2 separate regions of the Mus musculus genome follow, and region 1 is linked to region 2. Evidence: chromatin contacts called from public promoter capture Hi-C data. All regions are on one chromosome and are shown on one strand. Each heading gives the region's core, a stretch centred on a gene start, on an enhancer-like site or on the middle of the called end of the contact. The rest is flanking DNA. Distances are from core to core; before and after follow the strand shown.

Region 1 (5,957 bases), core at 92-2,591, 130 kb after region 2:
CTTGGGATGGCCCTGGGTGAGTCTGCCTGCCAACAGAGCTGATGTCCACCGCCGCAGGGCCTTTGTTCTACCTCTGAGGACAGAGAGCAGTTTCCCCTTATGCCAGCAGAGCATTTGCTGGAATGGTGGGGGTTGATCTGCATCTGTGGTCATCTGCCAACGAAATCTCCACTCTGTGTGTGATTTTTTTGAAAACAGCTTATGTAATTAAAGGTTTAATTTTCTAATATAACATTCAAACGTGTGTTTATGGGTGGAGGAGTAAAATTGCTCTGAGGGAAGAGGGAAGGTTTTGTGGCTGGTTCATCTTTGGATCTCTTCCATCGCCACACCCAAGCCCCCAGACCACTGACTGGAAATCATTGCTGTGGGGAACACCCTAGGACTCGCTTCTGAGAACGTGCCTGTTTCCAGAGCAGGAAGATAGATCAGGAAGATAGATCTCTTACTGGTCTGGAACTAGCTAAGGAGACTAGGCTGGCTGGCCAGTGAACCCCAGGGATCCATCTGTATCTGCTTCCAGTGAGATAACAAACTTCCACAATGGTCAACTTGACAGTATTATTATTATTATTATTATTATTATTTATTCACGCGCTAGCTATCTTCAGCTTCCCTTTTCATAAACTCACTGAAATTCTGCTGGGCCTGAAGACCTGTACTACCAGGAAAGATTTAGCTTCATTTATGTATTTGTGAGAGAATGCCAGCTATGTATGGTATGTGCAACGGAGGTCAGAAGCGGGCATGGCATCCTATGTAATGAGAGGCGGTAGGTATGTGGGTGCCAGAAACAGGACTCGGGGCCTCTGCAGGAGCAGCCTCCCGAATGCTGGGATTAAAGGCGTGTGCCACCACCGCCCGGTCCCGCTTTGTATCTTAAACCGAGACAAAAGTGTCTTGAGTCCCTATACGGGGGCAGGTGCGCAAACACAGCTTTGGGGGAGGGAGGCAGCGGCTCAGCGATGGGCACAGCAATTGCTACTGTGAATGTCAAGGTTCCTTCGCCATCGCGGGTTTCTTCCCACGTGAACTTGGACGCAGCCCGGGCCAGCCATGTCCTCCAACTGGAGCTGCCCGACCAAGGGTTTGACACAAACAGTGGCTCTGAGTGGAGGGACTAGAAAGGGCCCAGTCCCGACCTTGTTTCTCCTCAACAGCCCGCCGGTAACCGGATGGCGTCCGCACCCCTCATTTCCGCCCTCGATGGAAGCGCACTGCGCAGGCGTTTAAAGCCTGTGCAGACCATTTGTCCCTCCAGGGTTGCCGTCCAGGCAGTAACCCAGTACACACGTTTCCTGGAGGGCGTGGAGGGGCGGGGTCGGGCTGGGCTGTCAGGTCTTAAAGGGGCCGCGGCGCTGGTCGCGGGAGGCGGTGCCTGGAGTCAGCGCTGGAGCTTCCGCAGGTTCGGCCGGTAGAATGAAGGGCTTAGTGAGCTCGGAAGGGCCAATGCTTGGTGGGGAGCGAGGAGGTTCCAAGAGGGTCGGTTCGTGTTCGGAACAGGGCCAGGCTCACCCCTTCTGCTCGCGTTTTCCGCAACCGTAGCGGGGGCCACCCGAGCCCATTCATTCGGGGCTCGGCTCCCCGCTCCTGCTCCCAGCCCAGACCCGAAGTCCAGAGCTAAGCTCCGCCTCGCCCAGGCTGCTGAGACCCAGCATCCGCTCTCCTGCCTTGTACAGACAGGGAAAACTGAGGAGGGGACCGCTGACCAAGGTCATCCCCTAGTCCGGAGCGGAGCGACCTCAGAGCAGCCTTTCTGCCACCAGAGTCCCCTCAGCGACCGCCTCCCCGCGTCTTCGCGCAATGCGGGAGCTGCAGGGAGTCGCGGGGCATAGTCTCGGGGATCCCCCTTAGTCAGTTCTTATTGCTGTGTGACCCCAGGCCGACTGCCTCTGGGCTCAGACCCTAGTACCCAGGGCTGGTAGAAACACCTGCCACATCCAGATGTTGGGAAAATAACGCACAAGTGCGGGGTAGTGATTCTGGGTCGCACTGGACGCCCCGTCCAGTGGGCTGCAGCAGAATAACCCCAGCAGAAACTTGAGGCAGCTCGGAGAAAGACGGCAGCGAGCCAGGTCGTGAAAATGAAAGGCCTCACTGTGTGGACTGCCTCTCTGTCCGCCCAGCAGTTTGCTCAGGGTGGGGATGCACACCTGGCAGCGGAGAGCGAGCCAAATCCACGTCGACACCGGCTCACTTGGTGCTGCCCTCCTTGGGCGGGATCTGTGGCTCCAAGTCAGCTGGGCCAAAGCTGAGCTATTGGCTGCCCCAGGGTGGGGTGAAGCCCTACCCACTCCAGGGCTGTTGGCACTGCAGCCTCTGAGCTGGGCACAGCCTTCCTGGCTAAGGACCCCACCCTTGAGGCCATTTGGCGTTCTTACTGCTTCCTCCCAACTGACCTTCCAGGGGAAGGGTTGTTGGAGCACTAGATGTTAGTCATCAAACCCAGGAACCTTTTGCTCCGGGGAAAAGGTGTCAGTTTACAGGGACAGGTCCCTTTTTCTGTATCCTAGCCTCCCATTCTTAAGCGATGTTCTTCTGCCCGAGACTGTCCATACTCCAGACATGGAGGCAGGAAGGGTGGGTCTTCAAAAGGCCCATCTTCCCACCCTCTGTCAACAGGAACTAGACAGCATGGTGTGTCTGATGTCCTACATATGCAGGTGGCAGACCTTTAAACTGCTTCATTGGGCCCTCCTAATACATGGGGTGTGTACAATAATTAGTTCTAGAGGTGAAAACTGTGCCCTAGAGAGAGTTCAAAACGTCAGCCCCTACAGCCAGAAACTGGTAGTTAGCTAGTTAGACCCAGGGCTGATTCTGGAACCTCTCCTTAAACTAGGGCTCACCCCTACATCCTCCAAGATGAAGGTAGGGGTCGAGCATCCAGTTGGAGTGAGGCCCTGAGCAGGAAGCCTCGGCCACCTCTGAAACTCTGTCTTCTAAGCAGGCGCCATGGAAAAGGTGCTGGTCACAGGTGGGGCTGGCTACATCGGCAGCCACACGGTATTGGAGCTGCTGGAGGCAGGCTACTCACCTGTGGTCATTGACAACTTCCATAACGCCATTCGTGGTGAGTGAAGCTGGGTACGAATCAGTGAACAGTTTCTAGAGGGGTTGGGTACAGGACCCCATTCTCTAATATTGAACACCGTGTGCCCCACCACCACCACCACCACCAGGAGAAGACTCCATGCCTGAGAGCCTGCGCCGGGTCCAGGAGTTGACAGGCCGCTCTGTGGAGTTTGAGGAGATGGACATCTTGGACCAGGCAGCCCTACAGCACCTCTTTAAGAAGGTATGTACTGGGGCTGGAGAGATGGCTCAGCGGGTAAGAGCACTGACTGCTCTTCTGAAGGTCCTGAGTTCAAATCTCAGCCACCACATGGTGGCTCACAATGCCCTCTTCTGGTGCATCTGAAGACAGCTACAGTGTACTTACATATAATAATAAGTACATTTTTAAAAAAGAAGCTAGGTGCTAGCTGGGGCATTTAGAGCATGCCTTTAAACCAAGCACTTGGGAGTCTTTGTGAGTTTGGGGCCAGCGTGGCAGGTAGGAGGAGCATCGCCAAGGATGCAGGCACAGCATCCTCTGACCCTGGCTTTCCCCCTGCAGCACAGCTTTAAGGCCGTCATCCACTTTGCTGGCCTCAAGGCTGTGGGCGAGTCAGTGCAGAAGCCTCTGGACTACTATAGAGTTAACTTAACAGGGACCATCCAGCTTCTAGAGGTAAGAGGACGGGGACACAGACGCCAGCTGGGCCCCAGGCTGGCTGGCATGCTGGCCACAGTAAGGGCCTGCGTGGGAGAGTCAGAGAGGACCCAAGCCGTACCATCTCGGACACCTGCCTTTCTTTACCCCCCCAGCCTGTTTCTCTCTCTGTAACTGATGCCCGTCGCCTCAGCCCCACCCTCCTAGGGTGGGGTAACAAGTGGGACTTACCCGTGAGGCACAGGCCACTGACCCTCCCCTCCACGGCCAGATCATGAGGGCCCACGGAGTGAAGAACCTGGTGTTCAGCAGCTCAGCCACCGTGTACGGGAACCCCCAGTACCTGCCTCTGGATGAGGCCCACCCCACGGGGGGCTGTACCAACCCCTACGGCAAGTCCAAGTTCTTCATCGAGGAGATGATCCGGGACCTGTGCCGGGCAGACACGGTGAGGACCGCTCACCCCACCTTTGCTCCATTCCCTGGCCCCCTTGAGCCCAGGATCACCCCGGGCACTCTCAGCACAAGGAGGCAGAGGCTGAGAAGCGAGAAGCGGCAGTGTTCTCTGCCCAAGGTCTTGGCAGCTGGTATGCAGGTGCCCTCTGTTGCTCCTTGGTAGAGACCACAGAATAGACATGGGGAGGTAGATGGCTGTGGATGAGTTGGGACTCCCTCCGAGTGGCCCAGCCCCACCGTCTGACCTTTACCACGCAGGCCTGGAACGCCGTGCTGCTTCGGTACTTCAATCCCATAGGCGCCCACGCCTCTGGGCGCATCGGTGAAGATCCTCAGGGTATTCCCAACAACCTCATGCCCTACGTCTCCCAGGTAAGGGGGGGGCAGTTCTGGGGGAGCGGGACACAGATTACCACTGGTGCCAGCGCCCTTGAAGTTGACCTGACCTCTGCTGTAGGTGGCAATCGGGCGACGAGAGGCCCTGAATGTCTTTGGTGATGACTATGCTACAGAGGACGGGACAGGTGAGCCTAGGAGTCAGGGCAAGGAGGGAGATGGGGACAGGGGTTGGGGGCGGGGGGGGGGCAAACTTCCGATGGAAGCAATTCCCCCACAGGTGTGAGGGATTACATTCACGTGGTGGACCTGGCGAAGGGCCATATAGCAGCCTTGAAGAAGCTGAAGGAGCAATGTGGTTGCCGGGTAGGGAGCCAAGAGAAGAGCCGGGGAGGAAACGGTTGGAATCCAGGGTGAAGGTGGCACACAGGGTGAATGATAGACTCCATTCTCTTGGGCAGACCTACAACCTGGGCACGGGCACAGGCTACTCTGTCCTGCAGATGGTCCAAGCCATGGAGAAAGCCTCAGGGAAGAAGGTAGGCCCCACCCACAAACACAGTGGGCTCTCCAGTCCAGCCGTCTCTTCCAGCCGCTACCTTGAACCTCAGTGCTAGGTGCCTATGACAGAGCTCTTGGTTGTGGTTCCTGAGGCCCGGGGCCTGGTCAACCAAGTATGTGTACTATCCCCTTTGCAGATCCCGTACAAGGTGGTGGCACGGCGGGAAGGTGATGTGGCGGCCTGTTATGCCAACCCCAGCCTGGCCCATGAGGAGCTGGGCTGGACAGCAGCCCTGGGGCTGGACAGGATGTGTGAGTGTCTGTGGAACCCAGGAGAGGGCGGAACCGGCTATAAGGGCAACTGCTCGGGCCGTCCTCAGGCAAGTCCTGACCATCCATGTCTGCTCAGGTGAAGATCTGTGGCGCTGGCAGAAGCAGAACCCTTCGGGCTTTGGGGCGCAGGCCTGAGGACCTCGTTACCATGGACCAGAAAAGAGCAGCTGCCTGCTTTCCAGTCTCCACAGGACCCTGTACCCTCACACTCTGGGGCCACCCTACCTCAAATGCCAGCTGTCTGCTCAGCCCTCCAGGCAGGAGACCTCTGGTTCCACTGACCAGAAAGAAGTCCAGGTCTTTCCAGCCTGTCTCCCCCCCGAGTTCAGCAGCTCATGTGATCCCCAGAGCCTTGGGGATGGGGAGGCCAGGGGGTCTGGGACCATAGCCTCCCCCAGGCACTGATGATTAAGCTTTCCAAAGTATTTAAAATAAAGATGTTTTCTTATCGAGAGGCAGATTCTCACAGATGGCCACGCTGTACCACATAAGGGAGCCCTGAGAGTTGAAGCAATTCCTTTAATTTTATCGGAATCCAGGACAAAACGAGAAAAACACCCAAAACCACATGAAGACAGAAGACAAGACACAACTCCTCCCCCACCACCTCCCTGGC
Region 2 (6,124 bases), core at 3,283-5,782:
GAGGCTCAAAAGCAGTTACCAGCTGCAGGGATTTGGCAGAAGGTTCACAAAGGTATGACAATGTTGTCCTCGGAGCTTCACGCTGGGCCTCCGTGTGGAAGGCTACTGTTGTCGTGCATGCTCAGTCCGTACCAAGAATGGGCCCTGAGGGCCTGCTGCTGACTGCTGTTTGCTTGTGGGAAAGAGACAACCAACAGACAGGCTGAGCACAGCAAGGCCAACTCCACTCCAAGGGTTATTTGTCTCCCTGCTGTGAACAAAGACCTTTAAGTAGCCACTTAAGGAAGAAACGTTTTCTTTCTGCTCCCTGTTCCAGGACACAATCCATCCTGGCAGAGATGGAGGGGGCAGGACCATGAGACAGGCACAGTCAAGAAGCGGAGTGTCTGGGACACTGATGCTAAGCTGTCTCCTTTCTTTTCAGAGTGAGACCCCAGACCACGGGATGGTACCATCCACATTCAGGATGGGCCTTCCCAATAAGCCAGTGTAGAAACTCCCTCACAGGCACACACTGATTCTCAAGCCAGTCATTCAGTTGACCATCAAGATTAACCATCACACCTAGTCATTACACTCAGAATGGTGAACAGGAAACCAGACACACAGTCACATACCAACATACGGAGCTGTGTTATTCACAACAGCCAGAAAGAGGAAGTAATTCTGGTGTCTTGTCTGTCAACAGATGAATGGATAACTCATGTAAAATACATACATATGTATATACATGCATACATACATGCATGCATACATACATACAATTGAATATTAATGGGCCTTTAAAAAGGATGAAATTCTAACACATTATAGAACAGGAATAAACCTTAAAAGGCAGGAGACATAAAAGGACCATACAGTATGATTCTCCTTAAAGCAGGGACCCAGAAGAGGCAAATTCAAGGGGAAAATAGGACTAAGTTTACTGGAGCCTCTGAGAAGTCTGGGAAGTTGTTGTGTGGGTCTAAAGTTTCTGCTTGGGATGCTGAACATTTGTCATGAGTAGACAGTGGCGTGACCGCAAAGCACCTTAAAAACAACTAAGTCAGGTAAACTTTATGTTGTGTGTACTTTACCAATATTTTTAAAAAAAATCAATGGAAACCATCAGGTTGATCCCTGGTGACTCTGAGGTCTGTGACACCCTGTGAAGGGGTGAGGGAGTGAGGCAGGAGGCCTCAGGCCATGTTGTCTATACTGGGCTTGGGGGAGGCTGTGCTCTGGCCTGAGATTTGAAATGCCAAGAGAGGGTCAGCCATGGTGAGAATGTCCCAAGGCCAGAAGCCACAGAAAGGCTGCCCAGGGCACCAGCCAGCCAGAGACTCTGAGCTCCAGAGGTCATACTGGATGGCCAACCCCTGGAAAGTTCCAAATCATGAAGCCCTAGGGACTGCAGAGAGGCCATGTACTCAGAGAGGCTCGGAGACAGTTAAGAAGCTACTGATGGCCAGAGATGGCTTAGCACTTAAGAGCACTTGGTCCTCTGTCAGGAGGGTGGGAGTTGGAATCCCAGCATCTGCCTTAGGAGACTCACAAAACGGCTTTAACTCCAGCTTCATAGGCTCTGATGTCCACTCCTGGCATCCACGGATGCTCACAGCACACAGAAAATTTTTTTTAAAGAGGGAGCTGGAGAGGTGACTCTGAAGTTGAATACATACCGCCCTTACAGAGGACCTGAGTTTAGTCCCCAGCAGCCACATCTTGTGGGTCACAAGTGCCTTTAACTCCAGCTCCGGGAGATCTGGTGCCCTCTTCCCCTCTCTGCAGGAAACTGCACCCACACATGCACATTCCAACCCATATATATGCTCACCATGGTTTCCTTAAACATCTCCTCCTCCTTTTTCCCTTTATTCCTCCTCTTCCTCCTCTTCTTCCTCCTCTTCCTCCTCCTCCTCCTCCTCTTCAACATTGCCTTGGCTGTCCTGGAACTCACCATGTAGAGCATGCTGGATTTGAACTCACAGAGATCTATCTGCCTCTGCCTCCTGAGTACTGGAATTAAAGACATGTCCTACCATGCTCCATTAAACACAGAGCTTCTTAAATTGTGGGTCATGATCCCACAGGGGCCTCCGTGACTGAATGTGGGGGCCTTGGAAAATATAGCAACCAGAGAAGTTTTCTGACCCCTCAACCACAAATAAACGAAGACTTCGGAATCAAACATAATGATCCCAAGGTGTTTCTGGCAGCCTTCACACCCTCATGTTGAACCATGAGACTTCACTGCAGCCTGGGTCGCAAACATACAATACAGGCACTTCCGATCTGCACTTGCCCACGAACCACACAACACCCATGAATGCCGCCTGAGACATGGCCCCTGAGGCTCGAGACTGTTGTGTGTAATGACCTGCAGGATACATTCTAAGTTTTCTGCTTTTTGAGAAACTTACTGGCTTAAAGACAGGAAAAAAAAAAAAAAAGAGAGAGAGAGACTTTTCATAGTTCCCTGCCCCTATCCCCTCAGCGTGTTATCAATTTAGTAGATCTTTGTGTCTCAGCCCTCATGGCTTGGGTCCTGGAACCTTGGCGGAGAATCGAGGGAATGAGGAAATATCAGATATATGTGTGCTATAGCTAGGGTCAGATAGGAATGGCTACCTCCTCAACCCAGAACCTCGCTGTGCTTAAATGCTTAAATACAGCACAGAGGGAGGGCTTGGGCTAGTCTCATAGCTGGTGTCTTCAGGGAAGCCAAGTCTCAGGCTAATGCCAAGAAAAGGAAGCTGTAGTCAGGCTAGCCTTTGCACACACTGACCAACGGCCTTTATACTCAGAATCCCAAAGACAGCTCTGCTGTCCCTGCTGAGCCTCACCGGGGGAAGGCACTGAGACACTGGGGTCATCAGTGGACACGCATTTAAGTTCGCTCTGGACTTCACCCATTCAGGGCTTCCTCCACTTCTGACATCTTTGGATAAAATTGTTCAAGAATGCTTGATTTTGTTGTTGTTGTTTGTTTGTTTGTTTTTATTTTTTTTTGAGATGGGGTTTCTCTGTGTAGCCCTGGCTATCCTGAAACTCACTCTGTAGACCAGGCTGGCCTTGAACTCAGAAATCTGCCTGCCTCTGCCTCCCAAGTGCTGGGATCAAAGGCGTGCGCCACCACACCCGGCCTAGAGCGCTTGACTTTTACAATGGCCGTCAGTGACGGCCATTAGTGTGTGTATATATATATATATATATACATATATATATATATATATATATGAATAGTATATATCCATAACCCCAGCACTCAGGAGGTTGAAACAGGAGAATCAGAAGTTTAAGGTCATCTTCTGCTGCATCACGACTTCAAGGCCAACCTGAGTTACGTGAGACTTTGTCTCAAAATTAAATAAGTAAATGGTCAGTGAGGAAAAGCACTCAGATCTCCAGCACCCACGAGAGATTCCTGAGGCTTCCTGGATGCCAGGCTAGCTGGAACTTCAGGGAGAGATGCTATCTCAAGGAAGAAAGGAAGAGAAACGACAGAGCAAACACTTCCCTGGCCTCTCTCTGTGTGTGTGTGTGTGTGTGTGTGTGTGTGTGTACACAGAGTCATGCACACACACACACAATCACATAGCAGGCTGGACTGAAATGTTTGCCTAGCACATTAGTGTTAGCTATCCTCAGCAACACACATACAAGCCATTTAAAAAAAGGAAGAAAGAGAGAAAGAAAGAAAGAAAGAAAGAAAGAAAGAAAGAAAGAAAGAAAGAAAGGAAGGAAGGAAGGAAGGAAGGAAGGAGAGAGAGAGAGAGAAAGAAAGAGAAATCTGACTGGGTGTGGTGGCCCCCACTTTTAATCCCAACACTCAGAAGGCAGAGGCAGGCAGATATCTGAGTTCAAGGCCAGCCTAGTCTACACAGCAAGTTCCAGGGCTACACAGAGAAACCCTGTCTTGACTAACCAAAAACATAAAAAAATAAATAAATAATAAATTTAAGGGCTGGAGAGATGGCTCAGTGGTTAAGAGCACTGACTGCTCTTCCAGAAGTCCTGAGTTCAAGTCCCAGCAACCACATGATGGTTCACAGCCATCTGTAATAGAAGTCGATGCCCTCTTCTGGTGTGTCTGAAGACAGCTACAGTGTACTCATATACATAAAATAAATAATTAAAAAAAATTTTTAAAATCTGTTTTAGCGAGCTCTTTAAAGCAAACTCTGAAAGTTACCACTAAAAAGTGCTTCTTGTGTCAAAGTGAAGCCACCACCGGTCTTAACATAGGGGGCCGTGATGTCTCTTCCCAAACCCACATTAGAGAGTGCAAATTCAAAGACTGAGAAAATGGGCAGATTTCTGAGCCCTGCTCACCACCCCAGAATTCATCCCGCAGTCGCCCTGCTAGTGAAAACTATTTCAGGCCTGAAGACAACATCCTTGAAAACTTCTCTGGAAAATGTGCAGAGATCACCATGGCAACCTGTCCCGGGCCCTGCCTGGCTGGGCTCCAAGGCCCACAAATAACGCCACTGGAATGTGGTGCCGGGCTGAGGTGACTAGAAAAGCCGCCAATTTTCCATGAAAACCACCGGGGAGAAGCCTCAGACTCAGGAAGGTGTCAGTAGAGAAGAGAGGCCTGGGTTCTCTCTGAGGATCAAGGGACAGGCAGCCGGACTCAAGCATGCGCAGAAACACTCTTCACCGATCTTGCCTTTGGGGCAGGGCTGCCTGAAATGAACGGGCTCCATTTTTATTCGGCAGTGCCCTTAGGAAACTTCCACAAGACCAGTTCCCCACCTCCAAGTCTTTGCCCCATCAACTTAAGCAAAATTGCAGCTTCCGCTTTGCCTCAAGTATGCTGCTTAGCGTTTTGTTACTTTGATACAAGCTAACATCTGGGTAGAGGGGACCTCAATTGAGAAAAGTGCCTTCATTGGGCTGGCCTGTGGGCAAGCCTGTGAAACATTTTCTTGATTGGTGATTGACATGGGAGGACCCAGCACTGTGGGCAGTGCCATCGATGGGCAGGTGGTCTGGCTTGTATAAGAAAGGCAGCTGAGAACGCCAGTCAGCAATATTCCTTCACGGCCTCTGCTTCAGTTCCTGTCTCCTGGTCCCTGCCCAGACTTTCCTCAGTGAGGAACAGTGACCTTGCTCAATAGACCAAACAGACCCTTTACTTCCCATGTTGCTTTTGGTCTCGGTGTTTATCGTAGCAAGAGAAAGCACACCACCAGGACACATCATCTCTGCCCGGTTGTTCTCCCTACACTCAAAAGCCCCTGACAGCCTCTGTATTTGCTTCTTCTTGTGTGCTACCTGGCTGCCCTCAGCTCCAGGCTGGGGTCTTTGTCCATTTCTTCCATGCTCCATCTCTGCCACCTAGAACAGCCCCCGACACATAGTAGGTCCACAGGGAGCATCACTGAGTGAATACCTTGGGTTTCTCTGATGAAAATAATTCTATCTACAGGTTAACATGAACACCGAAAGAGGGGTTGTGAGTTAAGTAAGGACCCTGCTTGGTTTCTGCCCTAGTGCTGTTCCCCAATAGAGCCAGCCTATGGGATTGACTGATCATGGGCAGACCCTAGTTGTCGTCATTCCTTAGCACTCTGCTCACATTCAAGAGTAACTCTCAGGGGACTGACGATGCAGACTGAGAGCACTTGCCTACTATATACAAGGCCTGGGCTCCATCCTCCCAAATGACTTTTATGACATTCTGCCTGGTACCTGGGTGTTGAATGACAGGGACATAAATCAGAGATTCCCTACACAGAGAGATTTCCTGTCTCTCCATATTTGTTAAGACGCTGAGGGGTTTTTTGTTTTGTTTTGTTTTCCCATTGATAGATACAAGGTCTTCCAAAGAACAAAGGAAAAACAAGTTTTCGTGGCATACAGCTACAATCCCAGCACAGGGAGGTGATGCAGACAGTCATCTTCCACATGCTGGAGGGCAGCCTGCCTGACATAGTGAGACCTCTCAAAACACAGTGGAGCCAAAGGTAAGGGGATTGCTCAGACGGTAAAGTGCTCACTGCAGAAGCATGAAGACCTGAGTTTGGGAGTGAGGTGGTACACACTCGTAATCCCAGTGCCAGAGCCGAAGACAAGTGAACGCTGGGACTCAATAGCTAGCTGTTCTAATGTGTTAGTTAGCCTTGGGTCCTAGTGA

Evidence for each region. Promoter capture Hi-C pulls out the DNA fragments that hold promoters and counts their contacts.
Region 1: a contact with region 2 is called in a promoter capture Hi-C map of embryonic stem cells, with 2.8 times the contacts expected there. The contact joins the promoter of Gale here to the enhancer-like site in region 2. A contact is called at or near these places in 2 of 39 promoter capture datasets (the C10 cell line and embryonic stem cells), 1 of 484 Hi-C or Micro-C datasets (transition II germ cells), 3 of 115 datasets of contacts at active chromatin or transcription factors (embryonic stem cells, large pre-B cells and pancreatic cancer cells) and 3 of 9 other capture datasets (adipose tissue, liver and pancreatic islet).

What each region holds. Positions count from the first base shown.
Region 1 is chr4:135,962,384-135,968,340 of GRCm38.p6, forward strand. Gale (galactose-4-epimerase, UDP) reads left to right here and starts at 1,342. Exons shown (of 11, transcript NM_001356493.1): 1 at 1,342-1,405; 2 at 2,951-3,073; 3 at 3,183-3,298; 4 at 3,620-3,733; 5 at 3,987-4,163; 6 at 4,430-4,543; 7 at 4,629-4,695; 8 at 4,788-4,873; 9 at 4,969-5,046; 10 at 5,206-5,320; 11 at 5,418-5,795. The coding sequence starts at 2,956. The coding sequence ends at 5,476. Hmgcl (3-hydroxy-3-methylglutaryl-Coenzyme A lyase) reads left to right here. Exons shown (of 9, transcript NM_008254.3): 9 at 1-285. Lypla2 (lysophospholipase 2) reads right to left here. Exons shown (of 10, transcript NM_011942.1): 10 at 5,842-5,957.
Region 2 is chr4:135,824,194-135,830,317 of GRCm38.p6, forward strand. No RefSeq gene overlaps it. Among named protein-coding and RNA genes, the nearest start is that of Srsf10, 29 kb to the right of the region's middle. Within about 2 kb of position 4,533, at least 143 of the 459 cell types and tissues checked have an H3K27ac peak or open chromatin away from gene starts, as enhancers often do. A contact at or near this core is called in adipose tissue, embryonic stem cells and pancreatic cancer cells, where this site is marked.